Linked DNA regions of Xenopus laevis: region 2 is linked to region 1. Evidence: chromatin contacts called from public Hi-C data. All regions are on one chromosome and are shown on one strand. The core of a region is the stretch at or near the end of the contact, and the rest is flanking DNA. Distances in the headings are between cores, read along the strand shown.

The links. A called contact is a pair of places that touch in the nucleus more often than the background predicts.
Region 2: a Hi-C map of animal cap shows a contact between it and region 1, with 5 times the contacts expected there. The contact joins the enhancer-like site here to the promoter of kcne5.L in region 1. A contact is called at or near these places in 3 of 4 Hi-C or Micro-C datasets (the XL177 cell line, the XTC cell line and animal cap).

What each region holds. Positions count from the first base shown.
Region 1 is chr8L:42,525,332-42,528,429 of Xenopus_laevis_v10.1, reverse strand. kcne5.L (potassium channel, voltage gated subfamily E regulatory beta subunit 5 L homeolog) reads left to right here and starts at 1,674. Exons shown (of 1, transcript NM_001088875.1): 1 at 1,674-2,015. The coding sequence starts at 1,698. The coding sequence ends at 2,015.
Region 2 is chr8L:42,591,371-42,594,729 of Xenopus_laevis_v10.1, reverse strand. No RefSeq gene overlaps it. Among protein-coding and RNA genes, the nearest start is that of acsl4.L, 18 kb to the right of the region's middle. Within about 2 kb of position 1,504, at least 1 of the 7 cell types and tissues checked has an H3K27ac peak or open chromatin away from gene starts, as enhancers often do.

The DNA of each region.
Region 1 (3,098 bases), core at 425-2,924:
TATCTCTTAATAGAGAGCTCTATGGAGTTGGGTGTTTGTTCATTTAAACTCACGGGTCATCATCTGCTTATAGCTTTATGTACTTTTCTTTAATCAACAACAAGAGTTTTCATTTGTCATTTCCAGTGAACCAGCATTATCCGCAGTTTACTCTCCCTGTCTGCGTTTGTTTCCTCTCTGTGCTCCAGTTTCCTTAAAAACTAACAGGCAGGTTCAATGGTTTCCGATAAAAATTACCCCCATCGTGTGACTATGACTGTAAGCTCACTGGGGCAGGGAAAGACGGATACAAAGAACAACCTCTGTAAAGTTCAGTCGAATATGTCAGCGCTATTAAAAACAAAAGGGTACGCACCTTTTGTTTTTACATAGATCCTCAGGTGTCGAACCCTGATGGAAATAGGAATATTCTTACAAATCTGAATTCTGTTTCACAGAGCTGAGAGAGACGGGGGACTTTATTTTTCTCCATTTCTCCTGGTCTTAGTTTCCACCATTCTTCCATGATGGTTATTACATCCAGACTCGCTGGCGCTTTCTCATGTTAATGTTACAGTGGGTTTTTTTTCTCCTTCAACTGTTTTCCTTCAATTAGACCAAAGTAGTTGACCTCATGTTTCTTTACTGGGAAAGTGTTGTTACAGTTGTATGGTTGGTCCTGCTTTTCTAGTTTATCTGCAAGCCAACGCTGTCTGCAGAGCACCCTGATATATATGTATGTCTTTATAGCAACCAGGTAAACTACAGCACAGATATACATTACAGGAATAAGAATAAAAAAAATAGCATTTAGAATATCATTTTATAACTGTGTTTTCTCAAAGACACATACCAGCTATTGCAGTTTCTTTTCACAAATGTCTAATTTAAAGATTTGTTATAGTGGGTTTCACCCACATAACCAGTTCTGTTTGAATGTGTCACATTTTATAAGAAAATCAAGTAGGTTTGAAACACACCTTAGTTATTTAAATAGTGCCGGTCCCTGCCCCCAGTGGAGCTTACAACCTTATGGGAGTTAACCCATGCAGACACAGATAGAACCTAGGCCCCCAGCACTACAAAACAGCAATGCTAAAACAATGTACCACCATACTAAGGAAAGTCTGACTTAAAGGCGAAGGAAAGCTACCGAAGCAGTTTATTGCCAATAGATTATCCACAATAGTGCAAGCAATAACACTATTTATCCTGCCCCAGCCCCATTCTCTCCCTGCTCAATCATAGCTCTGGGCTCAGATTACAGCAGGGTGGGGGAAGGGGGAAAAGGGAGGGGACAGGGAGTGAGAAGCAAACTGAGCATGCTCAAGCCCTAGCCCTGGAGGTTTAAGCTGAAAACAGGAAGAATGAAACAGAAGCCCATGTTTACACAATAGAAGGAACGAAATGCTGTGTTTCTTTTGACAGAGGACTCAGAGCAGCATTACTCTGAGGTTTTACTGGTATATTTATATAGACCTTTCTGATAAAGCTTGCCTAATTTTAGCCTTTCCTTCTCCTTTAAACATCTTGTTCTTTCTCTCTTCAATGCTTTACCTTAGGTTGAATTGCACATTTGTTTAGGCACTGGCAGAAGTAACCATGGGACCAAAAGTGATCTAGACAACTGCTGGACCAGTACAAGCTGTGGTTTCTTTACACTTGAGCATTTGCATCATTGGTTTCTCTTTGGATAAGAATCAGCGGGCGCCATAAACATGAATTGTAGTAATACTTCTCGTCTCAGGAGTCTTTTGACTCAGCTTCTTCAGGAACTTGGCAAGACCAACAGCACAGTTCCCCCAATGGAAGAAGATGATAACGATGATGCTTACTTGTACATTCTACTCATCATGATCTTCTATGGCTGCCTGGCCGGGGGTCTTATACTGGCTTATACCAGATCCAGAAAGCAAGAGTCCAAAAACGACCCTTATCACCTCTACATTGAAAGGGAATGGAATAAGAACAAGAACACACCCAATATAGTGGTGTATGAGCAAAGGGGAAGTATTGAAAGTGAAAACTTACTTTGAAAAGGTTCACTCGCATCAGAGATCCAATAAGAGATATGAAGGCCAGCGAGTAGCATGCTGCCACTCTGTAAAGAAGGGAACTCATGAACTTTTGGCTTAAGGAAATGCTCTTTTATGCTCTAGATATCAAATATAATGCATAATTGAAGGACGGAAATGCAATTGGGACAATACCCATTATAAGCTATAGCATAATACTAGAGACTATCAGCGTCTTATAGTGGAGAGGAGGTCTCACAGCCGCACCAGTTATCAGCTTACTGGGAATGGCCGCCCTATGGAATATAGAATATGGTTACAGTAAAAAAGTGACAATGAACTCTTATCTGCTATATATACTGTAGGGTCTGTTGGGAGCCTGGGATACATATTCTCCTTATTCGCGTACAAACCATAATTCAACTGCTTCTAGTGAATGTAATCATCAATATGGTGGGGGGGGGGGTCCAGGCTATATAAAAAGCCAAAATGTTTTGGAAGAATTTGTGATCAAATGATGCCAATTTAACCAAATTCCAGGGTCTGTTTTGTTTATAGTGAGGTTCTATAACAGGAACTATATGTAGTGGTTCTGTAAATAAAACATATTGTCATTGAGGTTTCTCAACATGGCACCTGAATGTATCTGACTATTTTCATATTTTCTATGCGTGTGAGGTAAATGCTGTCCACATTGCAGAAATCATGGCCTCTGGTGGTAAAAACGATCGAGCCTTATTGGGTGAATTTACTCAATAAAGGGTTGTAGTTAAAAAGTACTGCTCTTTGACTCTGCTTTCACTCTTTTTTTTTTTACTCTGTCACAATATTTATGGTGTAGTTTTTATTTCTAAATTACACTGTTTACACTGCAAATAATTCACTCTACAATATAACCTTGTATTCCTGAACCAGAAAGTGTATTTTTTTATAATATAGGTGTGTATTCAGCCATCTCAGGTCATTTTGCCTGGTCATGTGCTTTCAGGAAGAGCCAGCACTTTAGGACGGAACTGCTTTCTGGCAGGCTGTTGTTTCTCCTACTCAATATAACTGAATGTAATGCAGTGTGACCTGGATTTTACTATTGAGTGCTGTTCTTAG
Region 2 (3,359 bases), core at 255-2,754, 66 kb before region 1:
TTTCGAAGGATTGGTCGGACTTCCCTAAAATCGGTCGTTCGGCAAGAAGAATCGTTGCGTCTATGGGGAGCTTTACTTGTGCTTTCTCCTCAATGAATTTTATTTAAAGGTACTTGCATTAAAATGAGCTCTTAGTACCTCTGTATAGATGTGCTCAGTGCCGCTCAGTCGCTCCTGCTCTCCGTTCACAATCAGTTGCTGCTACACATATTGATGCAGGGTAATCCTGGAGCTACTGCCACCTCCTGTCTGGACAGTAGCTCCAAGGGTACTTTTGCGACGTGCGTAATTAAACGCAAAACACTTGCGCCGAAAGAATCAGCAGCAGACATAACTTTCATTGCAGTAGGCACAGTACAATAGCATCAAGAGAATCATCCATTTGCATCCACAATGAAGATGGAATTCTGGTGGAAATGTTGCATTGTGGGAAAAGGAATGGTGATTGTGCTCAAAACGCGCTTTGCATCAATGTTAGTGAATGCACCCTAATATATATAGTTTGGTGGTGCAGTCGGATGGATGTGAAGGTGAACTGCGGGACCTTACCAGTCACTATAAAAGACAAGGGGTTTGTTCAAATACCAAGAATATCATATTACAAATTATGAGAGGAAGATAATTACAGCAGCAACAGAGATGAAAAACAAATGTCACATTAAAACAGTGGAGGCCTGCCCTCTGCTGGACGTTCTAATCAGTTTCTGTGCACAGTATATATTCAGGATTGTTACAACATAATTATAAAAAATAGGATCAGGAATATGCTTGCAAAAGCCTCCAGTCTAGGGCTGCACTGAATATTTAAACTGAGGCCTGAATCCTCCACAGCATATTATCTGAGATGAGCAAACTCATGTTTGTTTGTTGGTATATTTTGCTCTTTATTACTAAGCATTTTTTTTCATGGTTTATGCATTATTAACCTTCCTGTTCCACCTCATTCTGGCCTGGGACTGACAATGCAAACAAATTGACGGCAAGGGGTTCGTTTTTCTGTTAATATTGTTTGTTATTGATTTTATTTATGTTTAAAGGAGAAGGAAAGGCTTGCAGCACTTGGGGGTGCCAAATGTTAGACACCCCCAAGTGATTGTATTGACTTACCTAAAACCCCGGCCCGGAGTTATACCAGTGAGCACCACGGAGTGGTCCACTTCCGTCTTCTTTCTTCAAATTTCCCGGGGAAAACGCATGTGCAGTTGAACGAAATAGCTGACTTTTTAGTTAAAGTTCGGATTTTCGTCCTACTGAAGGAGAAGGACGGAAGAAGATCGCTCCGTGGTGCTCACTGGTATAACCCCGTGCCTGCTGATAGGAGCACCGGCCCAGGGTTTCAGGTAAGTCAATACCACGGCTGGCCCAAGGGGTAGGCAAAGTAGGCACGTGCCTAGTGCCCAAAGCATGGGGGGGGGGGTGCCAGGCACGTCCGGTCCCCTCTCTGGCCGACTCTGCGCTTTCTACTTCTTTTTTGAAGTATTGACCAGGGCCGGGCTGCGCCGAAAAGGCGCCCTAGGCATGCCGGACGGTTTCGGTACCGGCTTATCGCTCCTGTGCATGCGCGAATTGTCGCAGGAGCGATAAGCAGCCCGGCCCTGGTCAATACAATCACTTGGGGGTGCCTAACATTTGGCACCCCCAAGTACTGCCAGCATTTCCTTCTCCTTTAAAGTCACTGCTATTCAGATTACATGCATATTATTGCCAATTTACTAACAGGCGCAGGCACCAATTCGCTAGCGAAACAGACTGGCGATATCTGTCATTCGCACTCTATCACCAGGCGACTTTTCGCTCTGGCGTATGGTCGTTACTCCGCAAATTCACTAAAGTGCGAAATTTATTGAACGTTACCTCTTTCCCAGAGTTGTCTTCACAACCTCGGACCAGACGAAGTGCATTAAATTACCTAGATCTATCTCTATCTTCTGTCACTTACGTTATATTCTGTGAGCCGAAAATGCATAAAAGTCCAAAAGTCCAAAACACGCTGGCATCTTTTCCTTTTTTCAGCCTGATTGCCTGCCAAGGACCTAACTTAAACTTTTTTTGGGTAACCGGTTTTCCCCATACATATGGAACATTAATTTTACAGTGGGCACATGCGTAGGCCATTAGAATAACTCTATTGCCTTTATTAAGATTCCCTGGACATGTGTTGTAAAAAGTGTCATTTGTAAGTATATGCATCAACATTTAACATGACGTACATACAACTTTTATTTCCTGCCCTATGCAAATTGACCTGAGCACAAGATCCCTAGAGATTTGCTAGCGCATCTCCACTATCAAATGCTCACATTGCCGAAGTAACGCTAGCGAAAAGTCGTCAGCGTTCGTTGACCATGATGAAACTCCGCATTTTAGTGAATTGGCGTAGTCTGAGTGCAAAGTGTTGCAATAGGTGCGAATCAGTTGCTGGCCACAATTCGCCCTTTAGTAAGTCTGCCCCTTGGTTAGAAGGCGCAGCTTCAATCTGCCGATGTATGGGCAGCTTTAGTGAAACAGTGGGCCTCATCAAAATGCCAAGTGTGGCAACTGATTGGAAGCAGTACCTAGATGTGCTCACAGAAGTCACAAGAAACCCAGATTTAATGTGCAGATGTATCAGTTGAGATCTGCTGGGAACTATGAACTTCCAGCACAGTCACATAGTAGCACAGTAGAGTCAAAAGCAAGACTAAAACGACCAACATGCCCAACCCTAAGGGGCCGATTCACTAAGCTCGAGTGAAGGATTCGAATGAAAAAAATCCGAATTTCGAAGTATTTTTTTGGTACTTCGACCATCGAATTGGTTAAATTCGTTCGAATACGAACGAAATCGAACGAATCGAACTAAAAATCGTTCGACTATTCGACCATTCGATAGTCGAAGTACTTTCCCTTTAAAAAAAACTTCGACCCCCTACTTCGGCAGGTAAAACCTACCGAAGTCAATGTTAGCCTATGGGGAAGGTCCCCATAGGTTTGCTAACCTTTTTTTGATCGAAGGATTTTCCTTCGATCGTTGGATTAAAATCCTTCGAATCGTTCGATTCGAAGGATTTAATCGTTCGATCGATCGAACGAACGTTTAGCGCTAAATCCTTCGACTTCGATATTCGAAGTCGAAGGATTTCAATTCGAGGGTCGAATTTCGAAGTATTTTTTACTTCGAAATTCGACCCTTAGTGAATCTGCCCCTAAGTGTATTGGTTTAACATTTAGCCACTAGGTAGCGCCATAAGGACAGTGTACTTGCTGGCAGCTGTATGCTGCAATTCAGATTATGTAAGGCAATTATCCTTAATCCTTTTTTTAGGGGACTTAAATTACGTTACTATGATTAAGTTGTTATGGATTATTTTTTATAATAG